2 separate regions of the Mus musculus genome follow, and region 2 is linked to region 1. A link is a contact called in public Hi-C data. All regions are on one chromosome and are shown on one strand. Each heading gives the region's core, a stretch centred on a gene start, on an enhancer-like site or on the middle of the called end of the contact. The rest is flanking DNA. Distances are from core to core; before and after follow the strand shown. Region 1 has its middle 55 kb from the start of Trim2. Region 2 overlaps Fbxw7 (F-box and WD-40 domain protein 7).

Region 1 (3,460 bases), core at 372-2,871:
CCTTCCAGCATCAACAGTTGATGGCTTCAGAGACAATTAGCTTGATGTGCTACGAGTGGAAGGATATGGCGCCATCTAGTGTCCTGTATAGGGATCAAGCATGCATCTGTTCCAACCCCTGAGGTGCAGGAAATGATGAAATACGGAGGAAGACCAAGACACTAAGAAACTGACCAGTGACCCCTGTGGGTCACTGAGTTGTTCTCTGGGTTCTTTAAGGAATTTCTAAGACCTTCTTGGGCAACTTGGAGAGACCCTGTCTCAGAATAAAAAGTGACAGAGGGATCGGAGATATACCGGGGTGGTACAGTACTTTCCTAACATGTGTGTGGCCCTGGGTCCAAATCACAGTTTTAAAACAAAACAAAACAAAACAAAACAAAACAAAACAAAACAAAACACAGAAAGGGCAGGGCTGGAAAGGAACCAACTGGAAAGATACAGTGTGAAGTTACACGAAATGGAGTGGTACAAGCTGAACTATAGATAAGGCTTGCACATGCGGGCGACAAAATGATCGAGAAACAAGGAAGTGGCCTGCAGTCTGCGTCAGGAGAGACCCCTGCCAGAGGAAAGTGGCAGCTTGAAGACGACCCTGGCAGGAGAGGGGTCTCTAGCTCTTTACTAGTGATGTTGCTCGGCGCACTTGCTGTGTGATTACTCGCAGCATCCTACATTGGGGGATTTCTAGGTTGTCTCTTACAGTGAACCAGACTCTGCGACCTCATTTGCTTCCCGCCACTCTTATCCACTTCTAGAGTCCAGCCAAGAACTTAGCATGGTGACTGTTGGGTCTGGTGACCTGCGAGCTGAAAAGGTCACCAATAAACCTGAGGAGAGCAGACACCTACCAGGTCCTTACTAAGTGTCCAACACTTAACATGGAGCCTCGCTCCTGAGGCGTTCCCTCTGGGAAGACTGTGAGAGACACACTTCATCTTTGACCAGGAGCTGTTAGGGCTGTGAAGGAGATTGCCTGGGGTGTTTTGTAACATGTGTGAATACCTAAAACAGCAGTATGGCTTGGCATTTACAGCAAGTGCTTACCCTATAGAGATTCAAAAGAGCCAGCTGTCTTTATGGAAAGGTCTCCCTCTTCCCCTCCTTTTCACCCTCCCCTCCCTTTCCCCTCCCCCTCCCCTCCCCCCCCCCCCCATTTGTTGAGACAGTATTTCTCTCTATAGTCCTAGCTGTCTTGGAATCCACTCTGTAGACCAGTCTGGCCTCAAACTCAGAGATCAGCCTGTCTCTGCCTCCTGAGTGCTACAAATAAAGCATGCCAGATAAGGGCTTTACATCCAACACACACACACACACACACACACACACACACACACACACACACACACACACACACGGGGTTGGGGGGTGGACTATAATATAAAGCTATAACTTCTTAGGAAACACTATTAAGTAATAGACTCCCTGACCCAAAGTTCCAAATCAAGTCATTTTTCTTAACATAAAAGTTTGTTCTCTGCGTTCAGAGAACATCAAACTTCCTTCTGTGTTCTCTGCCAAGAATATTTAAATATAAGGCCCTTTAGGAAATCTGACATGTACTGAATCTGAGATTAGTGCATTGTCCACAAGAGGGCACTAGTTCTCCAGGATGCTCAAAAAAATCATCTGGCCACAGTGTAGCAGCCAAGAACAAAAGCAGCTAACTCAGCGGTCCAAACTGAGCAGAGAGAAGTATAGTCACAAAACTCAAAAGAAACTTAACATTCAAGCGCTGCCTCCCCTATCTTCATGATCCGGCTGCAGCCTGCCACAGACGTGCTCAGTCAACCCCAGCGTGTGCATGCCTGCATGCAAGTGAGCTGAATATAAAATGAAGTCAGATACTTGAAAGCATATGGTTACTTGTTTCAAAGATACTGTATGCCTGGCATGGGGATTCCACCCTGATGTCTGAAGACTCAGCACTCCAATCTGCATGAATTTCTTCCCAGAATGGCAGGCAGAGGGCCAGCTTGAGCCTGACACAAATCCTGTTTGATGGAGATTCCACCCTAGCTTGTCCCGGCACGGGGCCCGGCTTCCTTTTTTAAAGTTTATTTTTGTTTACCAATGAAGACACACCTCATCCACTCAAGTAGCCCCACCCAAGTTTAATCAGATGGCTTTCACGGTCCATCTTTTAAGAAACAGCAAACACCCAGTAATGCAAAGACAGCAAGATCTCCCAAGAGGAGCACTCTCATGCCAGGAAACTCAAGCCTCTTGTTTACTTACTGGGTTTGAAGATTCTGCTATCAACAGTGTCTTAGTTCTGTGTTTCTTTCTTGCAGCAAGCAGTAGTACTCCAGTCTCCCCAGAGGCAGCTTAGGTGGGGCTAAGTGCCACCCCCCCCCCCAGCCCCCACACACTCCTTGTACCAAAGCAGAAGACAGCAGCTTTGGTCAGCAGAGATAATGCATTATAGCACATGATAAAGACCCAGAAACAGACAAATAATCAGGTCACCCAGTTTGCCAAAGCTTTGCTGCTGGGCTGCTGGGTTTCTTAGGGCTGCTCTCACTGTATTACACATTTAATTCGGCATGCCTGTCCAGAGGATATTTTTAGATGCAATTACCTAAAGAGCTTTCGAGTTCTGGAGTATTATCTGCATGGGTATCTCTTGGCCTAAGGAACCTAAAGTATTAAATGAAGTGAGTCTCCTTTAAAGACACCAGGGCATTGGGAAAAGGCTACCTGCATATGGGTACGTGCTTTGGGCATCCTTTCTGATGAAGAGGTATCTCAGGCAAGCGTGGTTCTGCCTCCCCTCTCCCAGCAGAGTCACCCCTTCCCAGGATTAGGAGGGAGACCCATGGAAGGGTGCCTACTGTACATCACTGTACACACGGGCTACCTGGCCGAGCAGGGCTGTCTTGGTTCCCTGTCTTTTAGACCATGAGTCTAGGCTGAGACACACAGACCCCAATACATCCCCCACACAGCAGAGTCATGCTGTTCCCCTGAGCACAGCTTTCAAGCACTTCAGTTACTTCTTGTTACAATATAGCTCCTGAATTTTCATCCTGGGCCCTTTATAGACCGGCAGGTTGTGGGATCTGAGGTGCTGAGATTGCGTAGGAAACTGTGATAGAAGGCCCATCTTGCTTCCTGAGATCTTTAACTTCCTTTGGCATCGCAGAGGGATAAGAAACACCGAGTGGGGTCTGGGGAACATGGCAGAGGGTTTGCAAATAAACTCAACAGCACAAACGAACGGGTCCAGAAGAACCACTCAGAACCTTCAATGACATTTAGGTTACAGAGATGGATGCCACTGGTCACATAGCTTAAGCCTTTGATTTTTGTAAATAAGAAAAGTGAGTCTCTCAGTCACGTGGGGCAAGCCTCAGGCCCAACCCCAAGACTCCAGACTCGGTTGGAGTCCTTTCCAGAATAGGGACGAATTCGGTCACTCCCTTCCCGTTCCTCCCTTGGGAACGATGCAGAAAGGGAG
Region 2 (3,460 bases), core at 619-3,118, 620 kb after region 1:
GGAACAGAGTTGAGAGCCTTGAATAGACCTCTTCATAAAACCTGTGTCCTTAACGTTCTTCACATAGGATGATCTCGGTATGTAATTATGACATTGCTTTCTGGACCTTTTTGTCATCAGATCTTAGTAGTATTGGGTTTTGCTTCCTTTGTTAATCTAGACATAAAGTAAATTAAATGAGCACGTGCTATACAAATCACACTGAGGAAACACTGAGTCATGTCTTATTACCCACAATAAGCTGGACAGATGATAAGTAGCCTTAATACCAACAGGCAGGGTACTCACACCTGCAACTTGCATTTTAAGAAATGAGTTGAATGTCAAGACTGGTAGAGTGAACAACAAATAAAAAAATACTCTAAAAATAAACTTGGAAGTAAGTTCCTGGCAGAGTAAATTGTTTGAAATAAGTCTGCACGGCCCCTTGCCTGCACACCAGAAATCTAACAAGTCCTAGAAACTAAGACTTAAAAGACTTAAAGTTGACGTATGATGGCCTCCTTTAATACTTATCTAAGTGATTATTTTGCTGCAGAAATAATGTAATGTGCTAGAAGTTTTTGTAATATGTAGTTTATGTGCCGTATTATCTTTCTGAAGTGCACATCAAAATGCACATAAGTGCATTATCTTTCAAAATGCGCATGCATGAATGCAGCTGTCTTCAGAGTTAGAGAACCAAGCCTGTTGAACTGTAACATTCATAACTATCATTTATATGTAAAACTTGAAGACTCTTGGAGATTTCAGGACGGTTTGAACTCTCTCTTAAGTCTCTGTGTATGTATGAATTTAAAGCATACATTGCATGGATAAACACCTAAATCTATTACCTAGTTACAGATAGGTCAATGTAGTATAATGACAGTTTGCAGTTAAAATATTTTCATCAGTGATTAAAATATGGCAGATATATACATTAAATGATGGGAAGGAACCCCAGCCACTTTTGACGGTCTGCACATTAAAATAAGAGCAAAGCTAAATTAAGTTTAACCTTCCATTACAGATTATGTCTGTTATCTGCATTTTGCTAGTATTGTAGATGGATAAGACAGAGTGGCCTCCCATAAGGAACTACTGATGGCCTTTCTGTCTCTTGAGAGATGTATCTCCTGTTATCGTTCTATAGTCATATGTCAAAAACACCAGAAGGACAAGCTGGATACTATGTACTGATGCAACACTTGGAATTAAGATTGGAAGATATATGATCTCAACTCAACTTGGGCTGCCTAGTGGGACCCTGTCTCAAAAACAAAACCATAGGTACATGATTTCATTCATTCATCAGATAGGTATTAAATAAGCAAGATAACCATTATAGTTACAGGATGCATTTGTATTTGGGTTGTGCCAAAATACAATGTGTCAGCAGACACTTTGTGTGTGTGTGTGTGTGTGTGTGTGTGTGTGTGTGTGTGTGTGTGTGTGTACATGTATACAGGGCTCCACAGAGGCCAGAGATATTGGATCACCTAGAAGTGGAGATCCAAGTTGTTGTAAGCCACCTAATGAGTGCTTAGAGCCAAACTCAGGTCCTCCACAAACCCAGCACACACTCTTAGCTGCAGAGCCATCTCCCAGCCCTCTTTTATTATACACTTGTATTTTATGTTAAAGTTTCTTCACAAGTATATACACATACATGGACAGACACACTTTGAATTGTTGTAGCCCTTAGTAAAATATATAATCTGTTCTCAGAAATTCTAGTACAGAAAATACAGTTTGAATTCTATTTTAAAAAAATATACATGATTTTCCTCTACTCATGTTTCTACAGCAAGACTTTTTTTGTTAGAGAGTCTTTAGTGTCCTGTCAGTCACATCCCAGTGGTTTGCCTCTGAGTCATCTCTGGGTCAGAATCAAGTCCTCTGCTCTCCCTCTCCCTGACTGTGCGAAAGTTGCCTAACTTACTGTCCCCAGCACACTGGCCAGTTAAATAATAATCAAGTAATCCAGGAGTGTTGAAATGTAGGATACAATTTTCTACTGAGATAATAGCAATCACCTATCTGAGATAAATGGATATAAGCCAAAAGAAACCCAAGACAGAAAAGGTTAAATACTGATCCTAAAAGGACATGGACAGTTAGTTTTGGGTTGTGATATCTTTATATGATGGTACTCAGTTCTGTTTTGAGAAGAAAAAAAATATAGAAATGTTGAATAACACTGTTACCTTAAATTTCTTCCTTACAGGTCTTGAGTGTGGAAATTGAAATTTGTTATTCCTGTGCTTATTTACGTTTTTGTGTGTGGGTGGTTCATAATAATAGTTTATTTGTGAGCAATTTAAGCCCAAACAGCTTTTCAATCATCCACAGAAATCTTTACCAGTTTAGATGTAAAATGTCATTGTTACTACTACAGTGAACATATAGGGGCAGTATTGCACCGTTTTTGTAAATCTTGTCTGAATTTGAGGATTTTTAAACAGTTGCAGTTGCAGCCTTGTTCTTGGACAAATGATAACAATCTATCTGACTTTTAAATGCATGGTTGCACCTGCTTTGTGAAGTCCAATTCAGGTTCTTATGTGGATTATGCAAAACTCTTGTTTTACAGAGTCCTTAATTTGTATTTGAAGTCAAGGAAATGTTAATTTAAAGGGTAAAATTCATCTGTAGTTAGACAACAAAATGTAACTAATTCATGAAAAATTGCAAACTATTAAAATCAGTACAGTTTGTTTTTAACTGCTTTATAAGAACTTTTCAAGAATGTGAGAGGTTTTTTTGTCAACTTGTCAAGCAAACAAAACCTAGAATAATATATAGTCTTACTTTAAGATTCTTCAATTGATAAATACTATTTTTCAATATTTAAGTAGTGAGATTATTACAAACTTTGTTATAGATTTTTGCAGGTTTTTTTTTTTTCTGACTTCAGTGAGAGAGAACTGAGCAGTTGTTTCCCATGTATTTGTTGTTCTCGATGCTTTCTTCCTGTGATCTGAGGACTACTTGACACACTGAGAATCAACAGTGAACAAAGCAAACCCAGGCTTCACTGTTGGCTCATGTCAGAAGAGCAGAGAGATTAAGTATGTGGATGGTGGTGCTGTCCAAACCTGGGCGTGAGCTCTTACTCTTTCCTTTACTAAGTGAGCCTTAGTAAATCAGCTGAGTAAATGGAGAGATTACTACTATCTCATAGGGTTGCTGTGGTGGCAACGAAAGAGTCCATAGGAAGTGTGTGTGGCTCTAACAAGAGCTCACGTCCTCAAGCCCATGTGGCTAAAGAGCGAGATGAGTTCTCAATACCAGTATATCTTACTTTTACTTCTGATATAGTAATAATTCTTACTATTTTTAGAATTATTGTTTTGAATATTTTTTAAATTGTGAGAGAAAATGCATAGCATCCATTTTGAATAGTCAGTTATTTTTTAGTTTCCTGAATGACTGATAATCCCTGCCTATAGAAAGTTAATGTGGCTTGGTTCGACTC

What was found. A called contact is a pair of places that touch in the nucleus more often than the background predicts.
Region 2: a contact with region 1 is called in a Hi-C map of bone marrow-derived macrophages, with 13 read pairs. The contact joins two enhancer-like sites. A contact is called at or near these places in 1 of 484 Hi-C or Micro-C datasets (bone marrow-derived macrophages) and 2 of 9 other capture datasets (liver and macrophages).

What each region holds. Positions count from the first base shown.
Region 1 is chr3:84,313,125-84,316,584 of GRCm38.p6, forward strand. No RefSeq gene overlaps it. Among named protein-coding and RNA genes, the nearest start is that of Trim2, 55 kb to the left of the region's middle. Within about 2 kb of position 1,622, at least 91 of the 459 cell types and tissues checked have an H3K27ac peak or open chromatin away from gene starts, as enhancers often do. A contact at or near this core is called in bone marrow-derived macrophages, where this site is marked.
Region 2 is chr3:84,934,048-84,937,507 of GRCm38.p6, forward strand. All of the region lies in intron 4 of Fbxw7 (F-box and WD-40 domain protein 7), which reads left to right. Among named protein-coding and RNA genes, the nearest start is that of Gm40080, 57 kb to the left of the region's middle. Within about 2 kb of position 1,869, at least 13 of the 459 cell types and tissues checked have an H3K27ac peak or open chromatin away from gene starts, as enhancers often do. A contact at or near this core is called in bone marrow-derived macrophages, where this site is marked.